Linked DNA regions of Zea mays: region 1 is linked to region 2. Evidence: chromatin contacts called from public Hi-C data. All regions are on one chromosome and are shown on one strand. The core of a region is the stretch at or near the end of the contact, and the rest is flanking DNA. Distances in the headings are between cores, read along the strand shown.

Region 1 (3,126 bases), core at 566-3,065, 230 kb after region 2:
ACGTCTTATGTGTGTGGGGACGCTTGCAAGGTTAAAACTCGATTGGAATCACCTACTTCTCGTAGCTAATGAGACTGCTTGACCCATTGTACTGCATTGAGTAAGAAGTAAAATGAGGTTTTTGAGATAAAGTCTTGATTACCTTAATTGCTTGTTACCATGTACGATTAGAAGGAGGCAAACCTAGTTTAAGGAATATCATAGAACTTGAAAAAGTTAAAACTTGACTTAGACTCAGCTAGTGCTTTTGCCAAACTAATCCCCTCAGTAAAATAACTTTCATGGTCTAGAGGCAGAGGAGTAGACTCCTCACACTGGGTAAGTCTAGCTGAGTATTAGTATACTCAGCCTTGCTTGAGGCACAATTTTATATGTCTCTTACAAGAAATGGTTGATGGTGTGACTTGGTCGGTCACCCTGCCACCGGGGTTGGACAATCGAGTGGATGCTGCTTCAGCAAGAGAGGACCAGGAGGAGTAGTGGGCCAGGCTTCGCCCTACTCCCCAGTTATCATCGTTAGTTGATATACGCTGCACTAGAAGCAATGTTTCTTATTGTTGAACTCCGTTTCATGTAATAACTCAAGTACTCCATTAATATGTGATTTTATGCTTTATTGTATTTCTATGTGTCTAACCTTCACGTGAGCAAGTGGTATTCGATCCTTAATGAGTGGTTTGATCGGACTAGACCCGACGGTCTGACCGTTTATTCGGATTATTTAAGTGTGTCGCTGTTTCTAAGGCGAGACTTAGGCACTGAAGCTAGAATAATCTTGACGGTTTCGCTACACTCTGATCAGACATAGGTGCGTGTATATATATGTGTGTCGCTGTCGAGTGGTGCAGGGGTGACTGGGGCTTCCACCATATATTTGGAAGCACAGGGCTACCAATAGCCAATATATATACACACACGAAGCTGTAGCACTGAAGAATCATTATTATTACATGCATGGGCTGAAGCGTGCAGGCATGCATCCTATGCAGCGACGAGAACAAGTGCTACCACCCGGCCACCCACGCCCTGTACTAGCTAGATTCACACAGGATCGTAGAAGGAAGAAGAAAATAAGTAAGCTTAAAATCAAGATGATCCAATATAATCCTGCACCACCATTGGCCTCCTTGGATCACAGCAGCCAACATCAGAAAGGGGCCGGACCAAAGTGGAATCTCCGGTAATGACAAATCATTCCACCACCCCCTCCTAGGAGGATATCGTTTTCGGAGCCAATTAATTAGTATAGGTAGCTACCAATGCTGGGGATTGAGAGAGGTGCCCCGCGCCACTAGATAGACACACTACACGTACTAGCTAGCCACCACAGCCAGCCATGTGGGATCGTCGATCGATCGATCGATTCGAATGCAGGCGGAGCTGGATTCCACTCTACTGGTTGTTGGGCTGCTGCTTTCGCGCGCGAAAGCACACACACGCACAGTTTAATTTCCCTTCTTCCCCGGCCGGGCCCCGTACGTGGAACCATCGACAAAGAGAAAAAAATCAGAAGCATATGTATCCATGCTTCCAGGGAAATCGAGTGGCCAATCTACAGCTAAACAATCTAGAGCATCTCATGCATGTATGTATGTGCACAATTCAGGCTAGCTAGAGCCTAGGAACCAGCAACAACGACGTACGTACGTACGTTTATTCCCACTGAGCTGGGTTAATGATTGTGAGCCTCCCTCACGCGCGAATATTAGGCCCGAATGAAAAGGACGCGCGCTTTCAGTTGCAGCTAGCACTGGAGAGCTCGATCTGGTTGTGGTGTACTCGTAGCAAATAAACGTGAGGGTACGTACGGAGATGCATGCATGTCCACTGACGGACGACCTGCAGAGATATTGCAGCGTGTAGTGTAGTGATCAGTCGTCGTCACTGTCCTTCTCCCGGCCGGCCTTCTTTGTTGCATAAACAAAACTGTGGTTGCTGTAAAGGAATATATATATATAGAGAGAGAGATACAGCAGCGTTCGTGCGTGAGCGAGGAAGAAGCTAGGAAAAATCAGCCCTCAAGCTAGAAAAAGGCGCGAGTCGCGTCCCGGAAGCAAGCGGGTTGGCTTGCCCGTCTCTTTATTTTGCATTGTGTCGATCGGCCTTTTGTACGTCTTTGTTCGAATTCCAATGGCACATCGATCTCACGTACAGTTTGCTTTAAAAGCATGTACGTATGTATGCTTTGCGTTGCGCAAGAGGTGCACGTGTCGACCGGTAGCGGTAATAAACCTAGAGTGGAGAACTTGTTTATACTTTTTGTGGTCTTGTACGCGCGTGTTTCGTTTCAAGAAAAGGCGGTCCAGACCAAAAATATTAGCGCAAAGCATATCCAATATTTTTATAAAAAAACTTTGAGGGTACTTTATCACAGAATTTTTTTTCATGGCTTTGTTTATGATAATTAAGGATTTTTTTTTTTTTTGTTGTTGTGCTCACTTGTTGAACACATGGCGCGGCTGGCTTGGCAGCGGAAAAAATGCCGTTCGCCTAAAACGTGCAGCCTGCTCTGCTCTGTTTTCTGCCCATGGGCATGCTGCACGCCGGCCCACTGTTCAGCTGCCCGTAGCTGTGTAACATTCAGCTTAGCAGCCCAACAATATCCCTTGCTGCGGGAGCCCAGTTTAGATTTATTTTTTCCCCACATTCATTAACCTTGTGCGGACATACCCTCCTAGGGATGGCAATTGGACCCGTGGGTATGGATACCCACGGGTTTCGTACCCGATGGACATGGATATGGGTTAGAAAACTCACCCGTAGATCATGTCGGGTCGGGTACCCGAAATACGTCGAGTAGGGTACGGATAGTATATTTTACCCATGGGTATCCACTGGATACCCGAAATATTAATTCACAATTTCACATGTTGTGTTTTGGGCCCATGAAGCAAAGCAAAAAAAAGCCCAAAGGCAGTGGGACTCATTGTTGGGTTGTCCTATTCCTATTCACCTAACCCTAACCGGCTAACCCTAACTCCCTGAGACAGACAGACAGGCAGCCTGCAGCCGTCCATCCATTCATCCGCTAAGAGGAGAGGGAGGCCGGTCGGCCGGTGGAGCGGAGATGAGGGGGCAGACAGGCCGGTGGCGAGGAGGCAACGGCATTGCGGCGTGGTGGGTGGC
Region 2 (2,796 bases), core at 41-2,540:
CTGTTTTTAATCTGTTTGCTATTATGTTTTTTGTGAAGTGTAGTAATTTCCCACAGGATTTTGTTGTTCTTATTCTAGGGTGTTATATTTCTTTATATTAATATTCTTAAATAATGCCCTGCTCTTAATAAGTTCAGTTATCAGTTTTTGATAATTTACCTCGGATGCTTCAGGACTATGAAACCTAGAAGTAAACAGGTGCGTTTCAAATATACCATGATTAAAACATATCTCTTCTCTTGAGATGAGCAATATGGTTGTATCCCTTACTCCCTCTGCCTGCATTGTGATACATCGATCGTTTGTATTTGTGCTCTAAAGTATATTTTCATTTTTATGAAGCAATTGATATATCTTTTATTTTGTTATTTAGATTTGGTGCTTAATCAATCTATACTTCAAATAACTCAGCTAAGACAGTTTGCTCACTGATAATTTTATGTACTGAGGATATTTTTCGTTTGTAACAATGCTTACTACTGGAAACAGAAACATAACAAAAAGTTTCTCCACAGATTATAGTAGTAATATTATGCTGCAGGGGTGTCAGTTAATGTGTGGATGGATCTGGTCGGTGTCCGGCGAATTCTAGCTACTCAATTCTCCGATACAAAGAACACAAGAGAGTGGAACAGAATGACAAGGAGGTGCGGGTTGCATGTGCACGTGGGATTGACAAAGAGAGAGAGAGATAGAGGATCGTATTCGTACCATATCGGAAGGGCAGCGGACGTGTTTGGCCAGGGTGATGATATGGGAATATATATAAGAACCTCCCGTCAGTGAAGTTATGCTGCATTGCATGCATTCTGCTGCACTGCACTGCACTGCACTGCATGCTGTCCTGCAGTGCTTCCGTTGTGGAACTGACCGGCCAACCGTGATTGATTGAAGGAAGAATCGCAGTCTCAGTCTCAGCCTCAGGTGCTACCGACGATTCCGTTTTCGTGTGACGGACGAGGGAGGTGTGCTGGATGCAGAAAGAGTGGAAGAGACGGGGCGGTGCGGTGCGGATCCGTGGCGCCGGCGGCACGCGCGCGGGACTCAAAAGCAGCGAAGAAGAGACCGATTGCGCACGTGCGACTGCGCGAGCAGAGGCGCCCGGCCGACAACGCGTACGTCGGATCGGAGTCGGAGTCGGCCGAGAAAAAGCAAAGCGGCGTGCAACTAGCGGAGCCGTCGAGCGTTGCGGCGATATTTACGCCGCGCCCGCCTCTGGCACTGGCTACAGTGCATGACGTGTTCGTGTCTTGTCGCGTACCGAGCCGTCGTGCGTTTCTGAGTCAACCGGCCCCGGCCTGCCTGCGGTGAGGCAGACGGGTGGTGCGGCCGTGTAGGAGCAGGAGCAGGACAGTGCGATGCTGACGCTCCCTTGCTCCCTTTCCAGGTAAGAGGCAGAGGTACCCCCGAATCGGGATGTTGTTGATGCAAACAATTGTAGTAGAGTACTAGAGTACCCTACCCCCGGCGCCGCGGCGCGGGTACAGTTACAGTCCCACGGGGCTTTCTGCTCCATTCCAACTGCTGCCCAGTGCCCCCCCTGCTTTCAGCTGCTGCTGCTAGCTAACTAATCCATCGCACCTTATCTGCCTATCGTCTCTTATCTCCCGGATAAAAAGCGGCCAGCACCATCCATTCCATCTCCATCTCCATCTCCCGCCGCCGCCACCACCACCACCCTCCGACTCAGGTGTCCGACTCCGATCCTCGTCACGTGGCCGGCCCCCTCCTCCCCCTCTGCCACTCAAATCCATCGCCCCTGCTTTTTCTCTTCTTGGTATACCTGAGGATGTTGAGCAAAAGTACACCCAGCTTTTTATCTATCTAGTTGGAACACTGTTCCTTTACTCGACAACCAACCAGCCTTCTTTTTTTTTTATCATCATCATCTGTCAATCTAGGCTAGCTACCTATATATCCACTTCTACTTTATGTCAAGCATGTTTGATCTGCCGACTCTTCTAGTACGTAGCGTACCTTGCCGAAGCAGAGCTCCGTCTCGCACTGTGCATTTTGCTGCTCACGACACGTGCTAGGGCCGAGCGAGTGCTTTGCGTGCTCTCTCCACTTTTCACCTCCATCGTATCGGTCCAGCGGCTGCTGGTGCCATGCCAATAACGAGTCTCATGGCACTTGCAGATTATTGAAGAGCCTCCGACATAGACATATACATGTATAGCTCAACAAGTCACATCGTTTTTTTACTTTAATTTCTTTGGAGACACTTGAACGCTCCCGATCCTGTAGAATAGATCAAATATATATAGCCAATACATAATCGCAAATGGAGAATGTGTTTTTTTGTTTTTAAAACTAATATCATCTATCTCTACTACGCGTCTATGCCTAAGTGACTAGCAATAGCAGCCGCTCCAAACGTAGCGGCCGGTTTTCATTTTTTACTAAAGCCATGTTTGGTTTGATATCTAATTTCCTACACTTTAGCTAACTTTTCTGACTAAAGTTAGTTATTCAATTCGGACGACTAATCTTAAGCAAAGTGTGGCACATTTAGCCACAAACTAAACCCTAAACCCTAAATCCTTCTAACCATCCACAAAACAAGTGAGAAACATTTTAAGGTTTACTTAGTCCATTGACCGCTTGAATAATCAATCAAATAGAACAAGCGAAGTGGCATTCGAAAAAAAATATAGGTGTCTAATTATCTTATCTTCATGACAAAATCAACACATCTTTTACTACCACACTCCACACCAGTTGACCTTAGGACGATTATATTCTTGATTAGTACAACTCCTTTTTCTTAAGTACCAAAAGAAGGCTTTGATTTTT

Evidence for each region. Hi-C and Micro-C count contacts between places; a contact is called where the count stands out from the background.
Region 1: a Hi-C map of bundle sheath shows a contact between it and region 2, with 5 times the contacts expected there. The contact joins two enhancer-like sites. A contact is called at or near these places in 8 of 25 Hi-C or Micro-C datasets (bundle sheath, ear, leaf and 2 more).

The regions. Positions count from the first base shown.
Region 1 is chr1:222,764,931-222,768,056 of Zm-B73-REFERENCE-NAM-5.0, forward strand. No RefSeq gene overlaps it. Among protein-coding and RNA genes, the nearest start is that of LOC100282913, 21 kb to the right of the region's middle. Within about 2 kb of position 1,816, at least 15 of the 20 cell types and tissues checked have an H3K27ac peak or open chromatin away from gene starts, as enhancers often do. A contact at or near this core is called in bundle sheath, ear, leaf and 1 more, where this site is marked.
Region 2 is chr1:222,531,056-222,533,851 of Zm-B73-REFERENCE-NAM-5.0, forward strand. No RefSeq gene overlaps it. Among protein-coding and RNA genes, the nearest start is that of LOC542569, 51 kb to the left of the region's middle. Within about 2 kb of position 1,291, at least 18 of the 20 cell types and tissues checked have an H3K27ac peak or open chromatin away from gene starts, as enhancers often do. A contact at or near this core is called in bundle sheath, ear, leaf and 1 more, where this site is marked.